Regions from separate parts of the Mus musculus genome. Here region 1 is linked to region 2. The links are chromatin contacts, called in public Hi-C maps. All regions are on one chromosome and are shown on one strand. The core of a region is the stretch at or near the end of the contact, and the rest is flanking DNA. Distances in the headings are between cores, read along the strand shown. Region 1 overlaps 3110009E18Rik (RIKEN cDNA 3110009E18 gene). Region 2 holds the start of Ptpn4 (protein tyrosine phosphatase, non-receptor type 4).

Evidence for each region. A called contact is a pair of places that touch in the nucleus more often than the background predicts.
Region 1: a Hi-C map of the N1E-115 cell line shows a contact between it and region 2, with 2.9 times the contacts expected there. The contact joins the enhancer-like site here to the promoter of Ptpn4 in region 2. A contact is called at or near these places in 2 of 484 Hi-C or Micro-C datasets (the HL-1 cell line and the N1E-115 cell line) and 1 of 115 datasets of contacts at active chromatin or transcription factors (pancreatic cancer cells).

Annotation. Positions count from the first base shown.
Region 1 is chr1:120,140,181-120,146,195 of GRCm38.p6, reverse strand. All of the region lies in intron 1 of 3110009E18Rik (RIKEN cDNA 3110009E18 gene), which reads right to left. Among named protein-coding and RNA genes, the nearest start is that of 3110009E18Rik, 22 kb to the right of the region's middle. Within about 2 kb of position 3,460, at least 18 of the 459 cell types and tissues checked have an H3K27ac peak or open chromatin away from gene starts, as enhancers often do. A contact at or near this core is called in the N1E-115 cell line, where this site is marked.
Region 2 is chr1:119,835,305-119,842,067 of GRCm38.p6, reverse strand. Ptpn4 (protein tyrosine phosphatase, non-receptor type 4) reads left to right here and starts at 4,997. Exons shown (of 27, transcript NM_019933.2): 1 at 4,997-5,166.

The sequences.
Region 1 (6,015 bases), core at 2,211-4,710, 310 kb before region 2:
TGAACTGCTCCCCACTGGCTCGAATGTCCTGTTTGTGTTCATGTATGTGTGAATGCACTGGTGCGTGTATGTTGTATGTATGGGTAGAGGTCAGAGAACAATCTCACATGCTGTTTCTCGGGTACTGTGGTAATTTGAATAGGAAAGTCCCCACAGGCTCATAGATTTGAACGCGTGGTCACCAGGGACTGACACTATTATGAGGTGTGCTTTTGTTGGGATGGATGTGACCTTGTTAGAGAAACTGTCTCTGGGGGTAGGCTTTGAGGTTTCAAATGCTCAAGCCAGGGTCAGTCTCTCTCTTCCTGATGCCTGCAGATCCAGATGTAGAGCTCTCAAGCTCCTCCTCCAGCACCATGTTGGCCCACATGCCCTCATTGGCTCCTGCCACGCTAACCCTCTGAAACTGTAAGCAAGCCCCAATTAAATGCTTTCATTTATAGAGTTGCCATGCATGGTCACAGCATTTTTTCACAGCAATTGGACATTGACAAAGACAGGTTTCTTCTACTTTTTGTTTGGGACACTGATTCTCACTGGCCTGGAATCTTACCAAATAGGCCACATTAGCTGGCAATGAGCTTCCCGCAATCCACCTGTCTCTGAATACAGCACCACTCCCAGCTGTTTAACCTGGGCCCTTGGGGATCCAAACTCAGGTCCTTGTGTTTACAAGGCAAGTGCTTTGCGGACCGAGCCATCTCTCCAGCCCATGTTTTTACCGTCATTACATGTATCTGTTTATTGTGTATGTACACTGGGGTACACTGTGCCAGCCCCATGTGGAAGTCGGAGGACAACGCTTTCTTCCATGTAGCTCAGACTCAGGGTTTGTAGCAAGTACTTTATGTTGGGGGACATTGTGGTATGTCTCTGTATATTCAATTGTTGCTTCTGCACCAGAGGAGGTAAATGGCAGCAGGCTTCTGGTATTGCTATGTCTGTGGCCCATTAGCGGGCTTTCTCTTTTGTAAGTATTCATTCTTCTTCATCTGCCTAAGGCAGCCTAGAATTGGGTCTGATTGGCTGTAATGAGAGAGACACTGAGAAAAGAAATGAGAAGAGGAGACTCAGACAGGTGACACAGAGGTGAACGGACTGACTAGAGTGGAGCAGAGAGGTAGAACTAGCCACGTGATGGGGCAAAGTTAGTCAAGTTTAAACTAGCTAGGGGCCTACCCTAGCTAAAGGCCTAAGCTATAAAATAATAAAAAGGTCTCTGAGTTGTTATTTATATTGCAGATGTGTCCACTGTAACTCCCACTGTACCTTTACCCATTGACAATCCAGCACGTGCTCTAATTCTTGACTGCAATATTATTTATACTTATCTATACATGTGATAAAACTGCATAAAATAAATGCATGCACACATAGACATGTACACGGGGACACACACACAAATGCATGTAAAATTCGTGAAATCTGAACGGAAAACTGAAACCATGGATTGTGCCTACAGCAGCTGTCTAGCCATGAAGACAGACGATGCTCAGGCCAGGTACCACCAGGGTTCTACTGGGTGAGAGAGACAAATACTCTTCTCTGCATCATTTCTTATGATCTTGTCTAAAACTACAACTATTTCAAAATAAAAATGTTTCTAAATGTGTCACTGCGACAAGTCTGATGGAATTATGAGTGGAGGGGAACGCACTGAGTTAGAGCACTAAAGCCATGACGTACGAGACTGGCAGAGACCTTAGAACAGTGACACCAATGCAGCCACCAGCTGACTGCACCTAACTGCACCTGCAAACCATGACGACTGCATCAAGTCCAGATCTTCCAGTGGATCAGATGCTAAGAAAGTCTACTGGAAGAGTCACCTGGTTTCCTCAGCAAGCTCCCCAGAAATAAAGAAGGTGGTCTAGGGAGATTGCGCCTAGAGGTTGTCCTCTGACCTCCACATGCACACAATGGCAACCAGGTATGCCACTGCACCCATACACATGAGCACACACATGCAGACAGACATCATACACACAAAGAAAAAGTATATTAAGAGGGACAGTCATGTATCTAGACTAGTTTGGTTCAGACATGGGTGTGTCCCTTGAGGCTGCAGAAACTTGACCCCAGAACAGCGTAGGGAAGGGCTGTGGGACCTTCCAAAGGTAGGCACCTTGTATGGAGATTGAACTCAATAGCAGAGCACAAATTCAGAAGGCGGGGGGGGGGGGGGGGCTCAAGTGCTTATATTAAAATCCATAGCATTCAGTAGTTGGGGCTCAAGAATCAGGTCACATGACTAGTAGGTGTCTGACCCTGTCTGCGTGGTACTGAAAGCCCACTCGTGCCAGCCTGGACGTCTTCACCATAGCAACAGACTTCATGCATCCTTACAGTCACAATGACAGCTCACGCTTCCCACACTGTCACCAAGTTTGTGCCACACCCTTCTACTGTATGTCTCTTTACCCTCCAACCACAGGACCACTCAAGAAGCAGGTCAGAGCCTCCCTTCTGCAGGATAGCTCCAATGTCAGTGCCTCCTCCCTCAGCCTGAGCCCGGCCCTATCTCTCAGGTTGGAGGGTTCATACAAGAAAGCACCCTACATGCTTTCTTTCTTCTAGGGCCATCGACTTGGGCCACGTGAGGTATGTTGGGGGCATCAGGAACATTTGCTGGCAGGCAGGCAGGGCTGAGAATGTCCTGCACTCCCCAGGACACACCGGCAAAGCAGTCCTGCAACATGGCCATAGGGCCACAGGAGAGGTACGCAAGCTGAGAGTGGTACACAGCCTGCCTGGCAGGCATAAGGCTGGATCCCCAGCATCCCAAAGCCATCAGAGAGGGAGGACGGATAGGAGGGAAAGAGGGAAGGAATAAAGAAGCAAGGGGGAGTCAAGGAAGGAAGGACACACAGGGAGGGAGGAAAGAAGGAAGAGGATGGGGGAGAGGGAGGAAAGGAAGACAAGGGGGACATATGAAAGGAAGAGAAAAAGGGAAGAGAGGATGGAGAGGAGAGAGGACAGGAGGGAAGGGAAGATGGAAGGAGATATAAAGAAAACCTTACTGTTTCCCAACCAAAAAACAGCAACTCAATATCTCTGTATTACATGCAGTTCTGCTGAAAGTAGACTGTTCACACCCTAACATAGACACCATTGGGTAGGGCTTTGAAAAGCGAGAGTGCCCGAGGCTTAGGAAGGTCTTTAAACTTGGGCATCTATAAAACCTGTTCCGGCTGGTGCCTGCTGGAGCACCTGGTTCCCTGGTAGCCACATCAATGCAGCCGAGATACTCAACAACCCCTCAAAGGTCCTCCCTAGGAACCGAGAGCCACACTGGCCCAGGCACAAGCATGTTTAGGGGCTTGGAGTCAGCAAGCAGGCTTACAGCCTCCAGTTGCCAGACTGAGAGACATTCAGGAGCCAAGGAGCATGGGTGCAGGTTGCCACAACACTTCAGGCCCGTGAAGCGTCCCAAGCTGGCACCTCTCAGCTTGGCAGAGTTCCCAGCCAGACAGCTAGAAACCCAGCAAGGCTGGCTCCTGAGGCGAGACAAAAGGCACAGCCTGATGTCCTCATGGACATGGAAAACACATGTTCACATAACACTGGGTTGTGGGCTTCAGACCGATCTCTATCAGCTTAGGAAAAGCATGTAACTGCAGTTGATTCTGGCTATTCATGGTAGTCTGTGTCTACGAAGTTGGCTGTCAAAATTACCATCACGAACCACTGCTAAGACAAGCACGGAGTCAGGTTACCAGAAGCCTCTGGTCCTGGCAGTTTTGTCAGTTAATCAAGACATAAACTGTCATGTTCTGTCATGTATGTTTGTAAAATTGAATTCACAGATGACAACACTGTGTATAGAAAAAGCTGCCTACCACACCACACAAGTTAGCTCTGTAAGATGTACAGGGCCTTCTCATACTTAGGAACACTCAGTGATCCAGAGCTATGCCTGGGGTTATTACATATAACAAAAGATGGGGCCAGGGGATTGGCTCTGCTGGTTAAAGGCACTTGCTGTGAACGTCTGATGACCCAAGATCAATCCTGGAACCTAAGTGCAGATGAAATGGATTCCACAAAGTTGTTCTCTGTCACGTGCACGCTGTGACGCTTTCATGCCCCTCACACCCATAATACTAACTTTTTAAAAATTAAAAAAAAAAAAAAGTAAAAGATGGGAATGGGGAGATGGTTCCCTTGGTAAAGTGCTTGCCTCTTAATAAGCATGAGAATCTACATGAAAAGACAGCACAGGGGCTCATCCCAGTGATCATTTGCAAGTAAAGCTCTGTGGACAAAGGGTGTCCTGTGGGACGCACTGTGACATACACAGCTTCCAATGACGAGATTTTTAAAAAATTCTATCTTATTTTATTTTCTTTGTGGGGGGGGACTTGCAAGGGCAAAGGGCAGATATGAAGGGACAGGGAGATGAGTGGGATTGGAGAGCAGGATGTGAAACTCATAAAGAATCAATAAACATGGTTTTTAAAGCCCTTACCACTGAGTATGATGTTAGTTTTATTCTATGATCCCACACAGAAGGAAAAGCCAACTCTTGCAAATTATGTTCTGACCTCCATCATGTACTCTAACATATACACACATTCACACACATACACACATATATACATACACACACATACATACACATACATACAAGCACATGCACACACAAACACACATATACACACACACACATACATACTCACATATACACACACACATATATATACACACACATACACACGCAAGCACATACATGTCAGAGACCATACCGTGAGAAAGCGAGCTTTTCACTGTCTCCCACCCTGATAGGCCAAATGGCCTCGTGCTAGGAGCTGGTTATCACTCCCTCCTCCCTGTTCCCTTCCTGGCACCTGAGGCTGTAATAGCTGAATTATAGTCCCCTCTTCCCTATCTCTTCCTGACTCTCATGACTTCCAAGGACATAAGTTACACCTGAGCCCGGCCTGACACCCCAAGGCTGTTGAGGAGGATCTATGTACTGGAGATAAGATGCAGAGTGCCCGCCTGACTTCGGCCCTCATGTCAGCAGATTCCCGCTTCTTTGTTCTTTGTAAAATTCCCCCTCGACCCCTCCATATTCCCCACGATGTATGCTTTAAAATAAGGCACCTCAGCATATAAACGGAGACCTTGATAGGTACAATCTACTTGGTCTCCAGCTTCTTCTCTTCCAATCCCATTTCCTTCCAGGTTTGCGGTTCCCCTCGCAGCCACAAATAACTGAATCCTGCGGGACGGGATACATACACACACACACACATACACACACATATAATTTTTAAATTAGAAAAACAAAAACAGTTGTGGCTGGGGATGCTGCCAAACCTACTGCCCTGAGTCTGACTCTTGAGAGCCACAGTGAAAGAAGAGAACCAATCCCCTCAGGTGTCCTTGGTCCCTCACAATGTGCTATGGCACATGCACTAATTCACTAATCGATGTGATTTTAAAAGTTAATGAGTCACTTTAGAAGTAATTCTTTAAAAGAGTGAAAAGGGAGGGAGGGAGGGAAGGAGGGAGGGAGGGAGGGAGGGAGGGAGGGAGGGAGGGAGGGAAGGAGGGAGGGAGGGAGGGAAGGAGGGAGGGAGGGAGGAAGGAAGGAAGGAAGGTAGGTAGGTTGGTTTGCCGCCCAGTATACCAGTACATGCCTATAGTCCCAGTGACAAGATGGTAGGCAGAGATAGGCGGATCCTAGAAGCTTAAAGGAGAACTAGCCTAGCCTACTTGGCAAAGTTCCAGGTTATTAAGAGACTTTGGCCAAGAAAAAAGGGGGGTGCAGGAAAGGGATGGAACCAGAGGAGTGACATTCAAGGTTGCCCTTTGACCTCCAAACATGCAAAGCACACACGCACGTGCAGACACACATTAAATAGATTATAAACTGGGTGCCTGTTCAGCTGAGGATCTGAACTGAGAAGACAAAGGGTCACCCTGTCAGACCTGAGCTGCGCTTGTGAGCACTGCATGACTTATGCTTTACCTTGCTCTGTAAGAGCCAAACGTGAGCGGAGGAAGCAC
Region 2 (6,763 bases), core at 3,748-6,247:
GCGAGGATGTGGAGAAAGAGGAACACTCCTCCATTGTTGGTGGGATTGCAAGCTTGTACAACCACTCTGGAAATCAGTCTGGCGGTTCCACAGAAAACTGGACATAGTACTACCAGAGGATCCTGCAATACGTCTCCTGGGCATATATCCAGAAGATGTCCCAACTGGTAAGAAGGACACATGCTCCACTATGTTCATAGCAGCCTTATTTATAATAGCCAGAAGCTGGAAAGAACCCAGATGCCCCTCAACAGAGGAATGGATACAGAAAATGTGGTACATTTACACAATGGAGTACTACTCAGTTATAAAAAGAATGAATTTATGAAATTCCTAGGCAAATGGATGGACCTGGAGGGCATCATCCTGAGTGAGGTAACCCAATCACAAAGGAACTCACATAATATGTACTCACTGATAAGTGGATATTAGCCCAGAAACTTAGGATACCCAAGATATAAGATACAATTTGCTAAACACATGAAACTCAAGAAGTACGAAGACCAAAGTGTGGACACTTTGCCCCTTCTTAGAAATGGGAACAAAACACCCATGGAAGGAGTTACAGAGACAAAATTTGGAGCTGTGACGAACGGATGGACCATCTAGTGATTGCCATATCCATGGATCCATCCCATAATCAGCTTCCAAACACTGACACCATTGCATACACTAGCAAGATTTTGCTGAAAGGACCCGCCCCCAATGGAGGAGCTAGAGAAAGTACCCAAGGAGCTAAAGGGAATTGCAACCCTATAGGTGGAACAACAATATGAACTAACCAGTACCCCGGAGCTCTTGTCCCTAGCTGCATATGTATCAAAAGATGGCCTAGTTGGCCATCACTGGAAAGAGAGGCCCATTGGACTTGCAAACTTTATATGCCCCAGTACAGGGGAACGCCAGGGCCAAAAAGGGGGAGTGGGTGGGTAGGGGAGTGGGGGAAGTGGGTATGGGGGACTTTTGGGATAGCATTGGAAATGTAAATGAGGAAAATACCTAATAAAAATTAAAAAAAATTGTTTAAATAAAAAAACCTCTAATTTTTTTTTTTTTTTTTGGTTTTTCGAGACAGGGTTTCTTTGTAGCCCTGGCTGTCCTGGAACTCGCTTTGTAGACCAGACTGGCCTCAAACTCAGAAATCCGCCTGCCTCTGCCTCCCGAGTGCTGGGATTAAAACCTAGGCTAAAACCTCTAATTCTTACATTTTAAAATGTACCATAAGTGTATGTTTGTGCACATGTGTGCTGTGATGTGCACGTCTTGTGGCAAGTCTGTGGATGTCAGATGACAACTTTCAGGAATCAGTTCTTTCCTTTCACCATGTGGGGTCCTGGGATTGGACTCAGGTCATTACGTTTGGTTGCAAGTGTTGAGCCATCTTTGCCAGCCTAGAACCTGCATTTTAAACAAGATGTCCAGGTGATAGATATACAGATTAAAATTTGAGAAGCAGGCTGGAGAGATGGCTTAGTGGTTAAGAGCACTGACTGCTCTTCGGAAGGTCCTGAGTTCAAATCCCAGCAACCACATGGTGGCTCACAACCATCCGTAATGAGATTTGACGCCCTCTTCTGGTGCGTCCGAAGACAGCTCAGTGTACTTACATATAATAATTAAATAAATCTTTAGGTCAGGGATCAGAAGGAGTGAACTTGACTGGAGTGAACAGAGGTCCTGAATTAAAAACTCCCAGCAACCACATAATGGCTCACAACCATCAGTACAGCTACAGTGTACTCATATACATAAAATAAATAAGTAAATAAATCTTTAAAAAGAAATTTGAGAAGCATGAACATATTTCCCAGTTCATTCTTCATTGAGCAAATATGAAGATGTGGCATGGTCTAAAGTTTTTTTTTTTTTTTTTTTTGAGAGTCTCAAACTCATCACGTAGTGAGAATCACTTCTTTGAATTTCTGATCCTCCTGCTTCAATGTCTTGAGTGCTAGAATTTCACACATGGGTCATTATGTGGGGTCTTATGCTCTCCTAAAGATTTAACCCAGGGTTTGACGCACTTAAAGCAAGCATCCTACTATCTGAGCCACACAGCCTGTAAAGCAACCGTCCCCCTCCACTTCCTCTCTTAGACAATTCCTTGCTCCTTCTTTTTCAGGGATGCAGGAAGGTAGGTGTAAGATGAACATAGAATTTTCTAGGGATGACAGTGAATGCTGGTACGTTAAAGGGCCCATCTCCGTGATTTCCACTATGAAGGCTCTGTTTGGGAAGTTACTCTGTTTACGTGAAATATGCAGAGTAGGCCAACACATAGAGACAGGAAATAGATTATGACTTGGTAAAGGACTGGGGAGGAGAAAATAGAGAATGACCAGCAGGCAGGGGATGTCTTTTGGGCATTAGTGATGATTAGTAGTGACAGTCTTGAGGTAGAGTCAGGGCTGATGGTGGCACAGCTGTGAATGGCTCACCATGCCTGGCTTTTTACATGTGCTCTGGGGAATCCGAACACAGGTCCTTGTGCTTGCTCAGCAAGACGTTTACTGACTGACTTTTCTTGCCAGACTCTACTTCAGGTATTTTCTTGAAACCCTACTCACCTGTGATTCAAAGGTTTTGTTCTTTCCCTGCCTTTATTTCCCCCTGCTAGGCAATGTCCTCAGGCATTCTGAGGGCTGCAGAGATGACTAAGAGGCTTTGCCTTAGGTAATAGCAGTGATCAAATCACGGACTATCAGCAATACCCACACAGGGCTGAGGATTGTGTAGTAAGACGAACATTGTGAAAAGCACTAAAGGGATGTTTAAACCTAGAGCCATCTGTGTTGCAGAAGGAAGAAATCATTACTTGGTGCTTGACTCTGGCGAATTCTCTTTGAACTTTTGTTCAAGGACGAATGAATGCTGACCCAGGTGAGATAAGAAGCATTTTAGCAATGCCACAAACAAAGGATTTCAAAACGGAGAGCTGGAGGAAAGAATACAGACTTAGGGAAGAACGAGTGAGCACCGCCTGGAGCTGTCCTGTCTCACTTGGGTTCTGAGACAGGGTATCATGGAGCACAGGCTGGCCTGAGACTTTCTGTGTAGTTAAGGATGTTCTTGAACTCTTAATCCTCCTGCCTCAGCCTCCTATGTGGTCAAGTGTCCATCACCAGCTGGACAAGAAAGAGTAGGAGCAGAATGAGAATGAGAAGAAATTAATTTAAATTATTGTCTTCCACAGTTTTGAACAGATTTTCCTTATCGGTAAAATCATTTTGTCAACATGGAGAAAAGCAGCTTTGTAGCATGTGGGTGTTGGGCACTGAGGACCTTGTACATATACTGGGCAAGTGCTCTCTCCTGAGGCCTTTGAACAAACCAACTATTTATATATCTATCTATTTATCTATTTTGGTTTTTCAAGACAAGGCTTCTCTGTCTAGCCTTGGCTGTCCTGGAACTTGCTCTGTATATCAAGTTGGCCTGGAACTCACAGAAATCCACCTTCCCCTGCCTCCCAAATGGCAGAATTAAAGGCATTCATCACTACCACCAGGAAAAACATTTTTTATAAATAAGGTCTCTAGTGACAGAGATTGAGATTAAGATCTAACAAGAACCCTGGCCACAGAAAAGGGCACCCCCCCCACCCCCAAGTGGGTAAAAACGTCAAGGACTTTTGAGGTGGGTCAAAGGATAAAGGAAAGGAATTGGCTGCCAAGTCTGGCTCAATCCTTGCGACCCACATAGGATTACCAACTCTCAAACCTTGTCCTCTGATAGACAGACAGACACACAGACAGATGGACACACATATTTTAGGTGTATACAAAATAAAGAAATGTAAAACAAACAAACAAACAAACAAAAACGAAAAACAAGCAAAGAGGAAATGTGAGGGTCCTCCCAACTTACCCTTCCTTCATTTGATCCTAGTTGAGGTCACCTATTCTATAGGAATGTTCTATCATCATCAAGTTTGTATTACCCAGAAAATATTAAGGGTATACCCTCCTCAAGGTCATGGCATGATAATACCAACCCTCATTCTTAAAATGATTGAACGACTTTGATTTAAAAAGCAGTGTTCCTTGCACACAGAAAGCACCTATCCTTTGTTTTATCCATGAAACGTCTTTTGCTTAGGCTTTGTTTTCAAGGGCCTTATGTTTAGGAGAACTGATTGAAAACTGCACTTCAAAGCCTATACCCTCTATTAGCACTTAGTTGGGACAACCTGATGCCAGGAGGTCGAGTTTCCCCACTCTGTGCTATTGCCCCTCTTTTGTGTCCCTAGAGTCCGTCAGTAAGTACATCTTAGAAGAGGGAGGAGGGGCAGAACTGACAGTCAAGGAACCAATCGCTGCCTGGCGATGGGGTGTGGACACAGAGCCACGCCCTCCCCTCCCAACCCGCTAAATCCCGTCTCTCTCGCACCTGTGAGTACCAGTGCTTCTAGGCAGGCGCCCGCGCTCCGAAACCGGGTAGGAGGCGGGAAGGAGGCGGAGCAGAGGGCGTGGCTTCACCTCTCGCGAGACCGCCTCCTGTTGCCGAGGCCGCCGTTCCGGGGCTCTGACTGGTCGGGGGCTGCGCAGCCGCCATGTTCGGTTGCTATGCTGCGGCCTCGGAGACGGGGTGTGCTTGAGAGAGGAGGAGGAGACGGAGGAGGCGGTGGAGGCGAGGGAGGAGGAGGAAGGAGAGGAGGAGGAGAAGGAGGAGGAGGGTGACCGAGGCTCTCCTTTGCACTCTCACACAGAGCCGCCTCCCTGGAGTCACCCGCCGCTTCACGCCGCGCGCGCTTCCCTGCTCCGCGGACGCGACATTGTTCTTTTAAGACTCCCGGGAGCTGTCAGAAATCGGGGCTCCGGGACTTGAAAGAGACTTGACTTCGGCCCGCAGCTTGCGGGGACCGCGGCACTTTCGGGGCGCGTGTGAAGGGATTAGCTCATCTCGCCGCGAGGTGCGAGCGCGCGCCTCCCCGCGCACGCCAGCCCCGCCGCAGCCCCGCAGGATGACGGGGTGCAGGCGGCCCGCGGCCGTGGCGCGGCCGCTGTGGCGGCGGCTGTTCTCGGGACGCTGAGGGCGAGCACCTCGACGCGGACCACGCGCTTCTTTCACCCGGCCGCGAGCCCGGGGCCTCCTGCCTTTTTGTATTTGGATTCCCCCCCCCCCCCCCCTTTCTCCAGCCGGGAGGACGCGGCTGTGATAACGAAGGTAAGAGAGGCGCTTGGGGCGGTCCTTCGCTCGGCCTGTTTGGGCCCCCTTTGCAGGTCGTGGGCGCGCACCTGAAGCTCGCCGAGCCGGGCGGCCAGACTACCCGATCGACTTCCCTTTTCTTAGTGGGTCGGAGCACTCGAATCTTCCTGGGGTTTATAGTTGAAATCTGCTAGGGATGAGTGCACGGGAGAAGGGGTGGAATAGATGCGGAGATGAAATGTTCCTAAACTCAAGGTAAGGCTGGAGAATCTTCAGTATTTCATTTGTGGGATTCTTTTTTCTAATTGTTAATGTTAGGTTAATTGACTCATATAAGCATCTTTATTTTTTTTCCGCACGCGGTAGGAACACACGCTATCTTCCATTGAACTTGAAAGTCTCTTGTGACTTGCTAGTATTATACTTGCTTTTAGGAATCAGTAGTTGGGCCCAAAAAGTTGAGATGTAGAACATCTGAACTTAGATTTTTCATGCTGCTTTGGAATCGTCCCTACCTTCATGATGTTTAGATTCAGCGTGAGTATGTAGTCAAGAACAGATCGGTGTTTGTGGGGTTTTGTAAAATGTTAAGCACAGTCATTTGTGGCTTTCTGGCTTTACATTTTTGTTTCGGTGTCAATGTTTGTTTTATAGTTACTTACAGGAAAAATGGAGCGTATGATTATCCTTTGTGGACAGGAACTGTGCTTACCAAAGCGTAGACACCTCAATTGTCCCAGGACGATTTCTGGAAATCAGTTCAATCAGAGATTCAAGAAAAGCTAGATGTGTGTGTGTGTGTGTGTGTGTGTGTGTGTGTGTGTGTGTGTGTGTAGGTAGTTAAATGCATGTATGGATGCATTTGCTGGGGTTTCTAAAGTAATGGAACAATTTACAGTTTCAATGATAATCCATATCGATGTTTCCCTGAAACTTATGTCAGAGACTTTATGTTTGGCTTTGCATCACAGAGTGACATCAGTGTGGACAAGGACTACGTAGGGGGTTTTAAAAACTGCCTGTTCCAGGAGGACTAGTCATACCTAACTTTTGGAATAAGCAATTCAAGAAATACTGAGTGTGTGACCAGATCTTGGGTCCAGATGAAATAACACAGTTATTTGGTCACATTTAAAAGATGGCTGTGGAGGAAAAACAAGAAAAGCTAATGTATCTGACTTGTAAAGTCAGACTAGAAGACTGGAAGGGCAAATATGGCAGCCTTTTGAGAACCCTGGGTTTGTGAACAAACATAAGTGTGTCAAAGGGGAAAACTTGTTTTCCAAAACGGGAGGGATGACCTTAAACAATTATTCAGAGTACCTAGTAGACTATAACCTAGATATATTATTTAAATCTTGAATTTGAGGATTACAAATTTAATACTCTTTTAAAGAAAAAGCCAGTTTACAAGGAGAAGCTTATGAGCTGTCTAGAACCATTTTATTCACTCATACGATCAGTCATGCCACCTTTTTTGTCAGAATACATTTCTGCTCCAATTAACACAGAAGCTATTTTTGTGTCTCTTCACATTTTTATGGCATTCTTATCTTTGTTCATATTTTGTCATAGCACATGTGCATGAATGTGATCTTGATTTCTAAGATCTACG